Regions from separate parts of the Macaca mulatta genome. Here region 2 is linked to region 1. Evidence: chromatin contacts called from public Hi-C data. All regions are on one chromosome and are shown on one strand. The core of a region is the stretch at or near the end of the contact, and the rest is flanking DNA. Distances in the headings are between cores, read along the strand shown.

Region 1 (4,152 bases), core at 723-3,222:
TGCCTACATCGTCATCCTCCTCAAGCGGATTATCCCATAAAGCTGGTTCAAATCTGTCAGGTCAGCTGCAGGTCTCCCTCTGCTAAAAACCCAGTTCCTCCCCAGTCCCCTCATCTATGAACAAATATGTCAATGTGGGAAAGGATCCAAAAGCAAGGACTATAATTTCTATCCCATTTGATTTATTTTATTTTTGTTTTGGTTTTTGTGGTTTTTTTAGAGATGGGGTTTCGCCATGTTGCCCAGGCTGGTCTCAAACTCCTGTCCTCAACTGATCCACCCACCTCAGCCTACCAAAGTGCTGGGATTATGGCCATAAGCCACCGCGCCCAGCCCCTTTTTTTTTTTTTGGTATGGGGTCTTGCTCTGTCGCCCAGGATGGAATGCAGTGGCGTGACCTTGGCTCACTGCAACCTCCACTTCCCAGGCAAGCTATTCTCCTACCTCAACCTCCTGAATAGCTGGGACTACAGGCGCGTGCCACCACGCCCAGCTAATTTTTGTATTTTTTTTTTTTTTTAGTAGAGATGGGGTTTCACTATGTTGGCCAGGCTGGTCTCCAACTCCTGACCTCAAGTAATCCACCGGCCTCAGCCCCCCAAAGTGCTGGGACTACAGGCATGAGCCCCGTGCCTGGCCACCATTTGATGTAATAAGCTTCTTTTAAGCATCTACTGTGTACCAAACACTGTGGTGGAACTAGGATACAGGAGGTAAAAACTATCTTTCTCAGTAATCAAGCTTGGGAGAAACTACACTGATACAAAGTTTTACTAATGTGAAAGTGATGTCTGGCACAAAGCAGTAAGAAATAATAGTTTGACTTAATGTCACATCCATAGCATTAGGGGTTTTAGAGAATATATCTTTACAACCCCCTTCGTTTTACAAATGAGGAAACAGGACCAGAGCACCAGAATGAAGGCCAAAACCCAGCATTCCCAACCCATTAATCCATTCTTGTAATGTATGCTACACTTTACAATGCAAAGAATATTTTGACTAGCCAATAAACGGTGGGGTGTGGGAGAGCTACAGACATTAGGAATACCTGATACGGGACATCATACTGAAAGGAAGCCTAGAGAGTACCTATTCTGTCCAGATCCCTCATTTTACAGAATACTGGCTCATGACGTACCCTGTATCACATCTTGAGATGGGAGGCCCCTCGCCTTGAAAGACAATCTCTGATGTACACAGCAGCTCCACCTATTGGCCCCACCTTCCTGTCCTTTAGTTAACCTCTTCTTACAGCATCTTAGCACCGTAGCCCAATTTTCTGTTTGTGTGTCTGCCTCCCCACCGGTCTCTGGCCTGCATACCAGGCTGATTTACTCCTGTGTAGGTCTATGGTACCTAGCCACAGGGCCTAGCAGTCAATAAGAGCAAAGAAAATCATTTATCATCACTCTGCAACTTCCAAAAAAAAAAGAGACAAAGCCCAAAGACTGCGGAGAATCGCCCGATGGGGTGCGGGGCAAGAATATTGTCCAGGAGAAAACAGGACTAAAGTGCCAGAAATAGATCCTAAAAATGTCCCTCCACATCGATCCCGGTGACACAACAGTAAGCACTCAGTCCTTGCTGAATGAATGACACACACGCCCGTCATTTATTCAGCAAGGCCTTATAGAACGCCAACTCCGTTCCCGGCACTGCTCTCGACAGAGGCAAATAAGGCACAGCCCTGTCGTCGCGGCCTGACGAGAAAGGCGGCCACCGACAAAGGAGAGTCCATGTGGCATGGGATGTGCGCCGACCGGTCTGCACTTGTCCACAGGCGCTCCCTGCCCCTCCTCCCATCCGATCCTCCTCGCCGCCTCTTAGAGCTGAACTGACCTCTTCACTAACTCCTCACCTAACTCTCTCCGGCGACTACACTCCTTTCCTTTCCCTCTCAGGATCCCGAACACCTCTTACCCTTCCAGCTGCTTAGGCTTGAACTCCGGCTGCAGCCGCCGGAACCCGAAACGCGCCGGGGACCCACGTGGTTCGCAGCACTCGCACGCACGGAACGCTTCGGCGCAGATCCGCTGCCGGAGAGCCCATTTTGCAGAACACCGCTCGCCCACGCTTCCTCTTGGGAGTAGGCAGTCATTCTAGGGAACAACTTTCTACTGTTTAACTTCCGGCGCTAGCTTTTTCAGACCTTTCCGGTTAGCTGCTTGCTTTTTTCCCTCCACCCCCGGGTTCTCTGACTCACTTCCTTTGTTCGCGAGCAAATTGGCTTCCCGAGAGGTGGCGCTCACACTTTGCATGACGTCCAAAAAGCGCCTGACCTAGAAGTAAACTTTTCGCTCCCGCTTTGTGTTTATTCACCTTTTCTAACCTGTCAAGCAAAAGATTTTATTGAATACCTACTATGTGGACGCATTATTCTAGGCCCTAGGGATACAACAGTATGCTTTCTTGGAGCTTCTGGGAGGGACAGGAGTATAGGAAAACAAGAAACAGATAAGCAAATTAATATGTAATAGATCTCATTATGTAAGTGCTGTGAAGAAAAGGCCAGAGAAATCTCTGAGGAAGTGATAATAGAATGGACCTGCATGAAGTGAGCGAGCCAGCCCAGTGATTCCCTGAGAGCCAAGTATTACAGTGGATATCGAGTGGTAGAAAATGCCGTTAGAATAGAGCCAAATCTTACGCTGTGAGATGCCAATACGGATTTTGCACAAGGCATCACATCATCACTGACATACTTTTTCAAAAAAACATTCCCACTGCTCTCAGGGGAGAGGTACAAAAATGGAATCAGGAGCCTTTTCAACAAATGATGCTGGGTAAATTGGACAAATATAGACCCAAAGAACCTCAACCTAAACCTCACACCTTATACAAAATTCACTCAAAATGAACCATAGATTTAAACATAAAACAATAAATCACTGATGGGGAAAAAAAAAGAGTTAAAAAAAATTCTCAGGACCTAGGGCCAGGCAAATAGTTTTTAGACGACACCAAAAGACCAATCTATAAAAGGAAAAAGTTGATAAATTGGAACGTACTGAAATTTAAAACTTTTTTGGCCTAGCACGGTGGCTCACGCCCATAATCCCAGCACATTGGGAAGCGGCGGCGGGAGGATCACTTGAGCTCAGGAATTCGAGACCAGCCTGGGCAACATGGTGAAACCTCGTCTCTACTAAAAACACAAAAATTAGCAGGGCGTGGTTGCAGGCGCCTGTAGTCCCAGCTACTCGGGAGGCTGAGGCAGGAGAATCGCTTGAACCCGGGAGGCAGAGGTTGCAGTGAGTCGAGATTGCGCCAGGGCACTCCAGCCTGGGTGACAGAGCGAGACTCGGTCTCTAAAAAATAAATAAAATAAAATAAAATAAGTAAAATTTCATTATTCTCCTGTTTTGTTTTGTTTTGTTTTTTTTCTTTTTGAGACCGAGTCTCGCTCTGTCGCCCAGGCTGGAGCGCAGTAGCACGATGTCGGTTCAGTGCAAACTCCGCCATCCGGGTTCAAGCGATTCTGGTGACTCAGTAGCTGGGACTACAGGTGCCTGCCACCACGCCCAGCTTTTTTTTTTTTTTTTTTTTTTTTTTTTTTTAAGACGGAGACTCGCCCTGTCGCCCAGGCTGGAGTGCAGTGGTGCGATCTCAGCTCACTGCAACCTCCGCCCCCCGGGTTCAAGCGAATCTGCTGCCCCAGACTCCCTAGCAGCTGGGATTACAGGCGCCCACCACCACACCCGGCTAATTTTTGTATTTTTAGTAGAGACGGGGTTTCACCATGTTGGCCGGGTTGGTCTCAAACTCTTGACCTCGTGATCCGCCCACCTCGGCCTCCCAAAGTGCTGAGATTACAGGCATGAGGCCCCACACCCTGCCCTAATTTTTGTATTTTTAGTAGAGACAGGGTTTCGCTATGTCGGCCAGGCTGGTCTCGATCTCGTGACCTCAAGCGATCCATCTGCCTCAGCCTCCCAAAGTGCAGGGATTACAAGCATGAGCCACCGTGCTCGGCCTTTTATTTATTTATTTATTTATTTATTTATTTATTTATTTATTATTTATTGAGACGCAGTCTTGCTCTGTGGCCCACGCTGGATTGCCTTGGCAGATCTCAGCTCACTGCAACCTCTGCCTCCCGGGTTCAAGCCATTCTCCTGCCTCAGGCATGCACCACCACACCCGGCTAAT
Region 2 (4,152 bases), core at 525-3,024, 34 kb after region 1:
GTAATACTGTGGAAAGAAAAAGTAAAGCCTGCCCGTATGTTTTTCGGCTCTTCCTGATCCCCCAGGAAAAGAGAGGCATGTATGTAGGTAGATCAGGTGAGTGATAGCCCTCAGGAAGAGAAAATAAAAGGATTCACATCAAGACTTTTTTTGGTTTTCAAGTATGAAAGGTTAAGAAGAGAAAGGGCATTTGGGGCTCACAGCCAACCAGCTGGTCGGCATTCCTACTACCCAAACATCTAAATGACATAAGGGTGAATGTGAGGTGAGGGTGAGAATGGAGAAAACACAGGAAGCAAATTCAGTCCCATCCGGCACTTTAGACTTAGTATTTTCATCCTTGTCCTTCCAAATTTATAGGTTTGTTCTTGCCCAACCTTCATATTGTTTTTGTGGGTCTCCAGGTGGGTCATGCGTAGGAAACTTTAGGGAACTACTTCATACTTGGTGGGAAGTACTTGAACTTGTAAACCCCAAGCTAAGGGTAGTTATGATCCCGGTGGGTGGCCAGTTCTCCCCCTAAATCTGTTTATCCTGCCTTTCCTCCCCCTTTTCTTAAACGAGTCGGGACGGAGAAATGAGTCACCTAAGGCGGGGAGAAGGGACTTTTGAGAGTGTCTTCCGTCCCATTTGCGGACGTCAGGTGAGCACACCGGGAAGCGATCTTGACTCAGCCCGCTCTGGCGTGGGCGTTGTGCCATTCCCCACACGTGACGCTCTGCCAGGCGGCAGAAGTCTCACTTGTCATGGGACTTATTCACTCCAGTGACTCCACCCCTTTCCTCCTCTGCTCCCCAACCTCCCACTTACCCTTTCCGCCCCACTTCGAGACTTGAGGAAAGGAGGGTGGCTGGAGCCTGGAAATGTCCCCGTCCCAAGTTGGCCAGAAGTAGCAGACACACTATTTGGGAAAGTGCAACATGTAACTTTTCAGTTTCACCCTTCTCCAGAATGCTATCACCCTTCCTGTTTATTTTTTAATAACTTGAGATATAATTCACACGCCATATGATTCACTCGCTTAACGTGTAAAGTTGAATGTCTTTTAGCATATTTAGAGTTATGTATACATCACTATAATCAATTTTTAGAACACTTTCATTATCCCAAAAGGAAATCCCATACCTATTAGCAGTAACTCCAATTTCCCCTCATCTCACCCTTGCTCTTCCATAGCACAAAACAGCCCTATTCTAGTCGAGACCACCTTTCCACTTAGGTAGACCCTGGTTATGGTTTTTTCCCCTCCCTTTCTGTTTCCCATTTTTTTCGGAGCCCGGAATTCTCAATCTGGAGAACTGGTTTGAGTCCCGGCTCAGCTCGTTTCCCGTTCCAGGGGCGTGACCTTGAGAGCACCGCCACTTTTCCGGGCCTAGTTTCTTTGTCTGTGAAACGAGGTCCAAACATCTGCCGCTTTACGCCCGTTGTGGGGATGAAGTGAGAAGGTGCTTTGTGAGCTTTAAAAATCCATAGAAATGCCAGCTACGTTAACTCGTCACTCTTCCCGAACCCCTCCCTTTCCCCTGGGACCCGCCCCGCGAATCCCGCCGTGATGGACACTTTTCCCACCCTCCGACCGCAGTCTTTCCCATTGGCGCCCGCATCATCCTCGCGGCGCCGGGTGTTGACGCCACGGCTTCCTCCGCCGGCGCCCGAAGACGCATGGCCCCGCCCCCGGCCGCGCCTGGCCTCCCGCGGCGCCCCGCCCATCGGGCCGACGCGTCGCCAGCCCCGCCCCGCGGATGACGTGTGGCGCGCGCGGCCCGGCCGCCCCGGCAGTTGGTGCAGCGGCGGTTGGGGTGAGAGCGCACACGCCACCCCTCCCCTCCTCCGGCCCCGACCCCCACCCCGCCGGGCCCAGCCCCAGCCCCGGCCCGGGCTCCAGCCCTAGTCCCCGTCCCAGCCCAAGCCGGGCCAGTCCCGTGCGGGCCGGTGCCGCCCCTCAGCCGGCGACGCCCCGGGCCGCCCGCCCGCCCGCCCGCTTGCCACCATGGAGCTGGAGGACGGTGTGGTGTATCAGGAGGAACCCGGCGGCTCCGGGGCCGTGATGTCGGAGCGGGTGTCCGGCCTGGCCGGCTCCATCTACCGCGAGTTCGAGCGGCTCATCGGGCGTTACGACGAGGAGGTGGTCAAGGAGCTGATGCCGCTGGTGGTGGCTGTACTGGAGAACCTGGACTCGGTGTTCGCGCAGGACCAGGAGCACCAGGTGGAGCTGGAGCTGCTGCGGGACGACAACGAGCAGCTCATCACCCAGTACGAGCGGGAGAAGGCGCTGCGCAAGCACGCCGAGGAGGTGAGGCCGGCGGCAGGGCGGGGGCCGCGGGATCCGTCCCCGGGGGCGGTCGGGGCGGGGGTCGCGGCCCGGTCGGGGACTAGAGGCGCGACGGGCCTCCTGGAGAGCTGGCCTGAGGCCGATGCCCCCCCGGGACCGAGCCCGGCGGCCTCCAGGTACCCCGGGACCCAGGCCGGCGTTGGAAGCCGAGGCCGGCTACTGAGTGTCCTGGGAAGGGAGCGAGATGGAGGAGGCAGGGCCCGGGGAGGAAGCGACAGCCTGGCCTGAGGACACATGGGGTTAGCCAAGGGCGGAGATTGTTGGGTGTCTGGTTGCTTCTTGTTGTTGAGGGAAGTTTCCGACCACCGTGGGATAGTCAGATGGCGGTTCAAAGTTTTACCCCTGGGGAGGGGGACACTTCTGTCCTGGATATGTAACTTCCGCTAGTTCCAGTACCTTTCCAGGGGGTTGCCTTGCTTTGGGAAGTTAGAGATCTCCCTCTTTCGGTCAGTTTCTTCTTGGCGTTTTAATCTTGTTGAGAAAGAGGTCTTATTTTATATTCTATGTGCCTTGGTTGACACTTTGTCAACTTTTAGATGTTGTGTGGCAGTATTCAATGAATAGATAAACAATTTCATGGGTATCCCAAACCAGAGCATTCCACAGTATCAGGAGGTAACCTTGGACAGTTCCCTTCAGAAACCCTCCATTTATTTATAAAAAGGATTGGGGGGCGGGGTTGGGAAGATGTAGGTGACAGTTGACAACACTTTTTCCGTCTGAGTTTCCTTCTCAGACTGCTGTTTATACGTGCATTTAGTCGCCTGTTAACTCTAGCACCTGAGCAGTGACCTGGGCGCCCTCACCTCGACTCTCTGAACCTTTTGGAGTTCTAGGGTGCAAGTGATAGGTCCTTGGCTTTTGAGAGTGACAAGGATTTTAGCTTTCAGCCTGCATTGGCGTTATTTCTGTGGACCTTATCAAAGACAGGTGAAGTGTCCTATTTTTGTTTCTCAAGCACCTAGTACACCTAGTTAAATACATGGTGATCAAAGGAGGCGAAATAACTAATTATTGAAGGAATGACATGGTATTTTTCAGAAAGACTTGAAGAGTTTTTAGGATGTGAGATTTGTAGCTCATTTCCTAACACTGAATAGTAACACCATTAAAAATTTTTGTTTTGTTTTGTCATGTATACCTTTGCATCTGGTTAAGTAGTTCTTTTCCTTTTTTAAAAGCTTGACTGTAGTGATGATTTTTAGTTCTGATTGTGGGATCCAGTTTTCTCAAGGGAATGGTATTGAATTTGCCAAACAAAATTGATTCTTTTTTTTTTTGAGACATAGTCTCACTCTGTCACCCAGGCTGGAGTGCAGTGGAGTGATCTTGGCTCACTGCAACCTCTGCCTCCCGGTGAGCCTCTGCCTCCCCTGTTCAAGCGATTCTTGTGCCTCAGCTTCCTAAATAGCTGGGACAACACTCCCCGCTAATTTTTGTTTTTGGTAGAGAGGGGATTTCTCCATGGTGCCTAGGATGGTCTTGAACTCCTGACCTCAAGTGATCTGCCCACTTTGGCCTGGGGCTGACCATGCCAGTGCTGGGATTACAGGCGTGAGCCACTGCACCCCGCCAGAATGGACTATTTCAAGAGCTTTTCCTTTCATATAGGGAAGGATGGGATGAAAAACTAGATAATGATAGGATCACAATTTCCACTTGTTTGTTAGCACTCTTTGTAGAACAGAGGTCAAGTGCTACTTCTGAGAGGGCTTGCTGCTGCTTCATGCTCACTGGCCCTTGCCAGTGTGTGGATATACGTGGAAGTGACTGGGAATTAACCACATGTACACACAGGTTCAAGCAAGCCTGACATGACC

Evidence for each region. Hi-C and Micro-C count contacts between places; a contact is called where the count stands out from the background.
Region 2: a Hi-C map of liver shows a contact between it and region 1, with 4 times the contacts expected there. The contact joins the promoter of SPAG9 here to the promoter of NME1 in region 1. A contact is called at or near these places in 3 of 14 Hi-C or Micro-C datasets (fetal cortex germinal zone, fetal cortical plate and liver).

The regions. Positions count from the first base shown.
Region 1 is chr16:58,851,516-58,855,667 of T2T-MMU8v2.0, forward strand. It overlaps NME1 (NME/NM23 nucleoside diphosphate kinase 1), which reads right to left and starts at 1,973. Exons shown (of 5, transcript NM_001204515.1): 1 at 1,924-1,973. It overlaps LOC144335584 (a long non-coding RNA gene), which reads right to left. Exons shown (of 3, transcript XR_013406509.1): 3 at 2,207-2,332.
Region 2 is chr16:58,885,915-58,890,066 of T2T-MMU8v2.0, forward strand. SPAG9 (sperm associated antigen 9) reads left to right here and starts at 1,775. Exons shown (of 29, transcript XM_077971075.1): 1 at 1,775-2,293. The coding sequence starts at 1,991.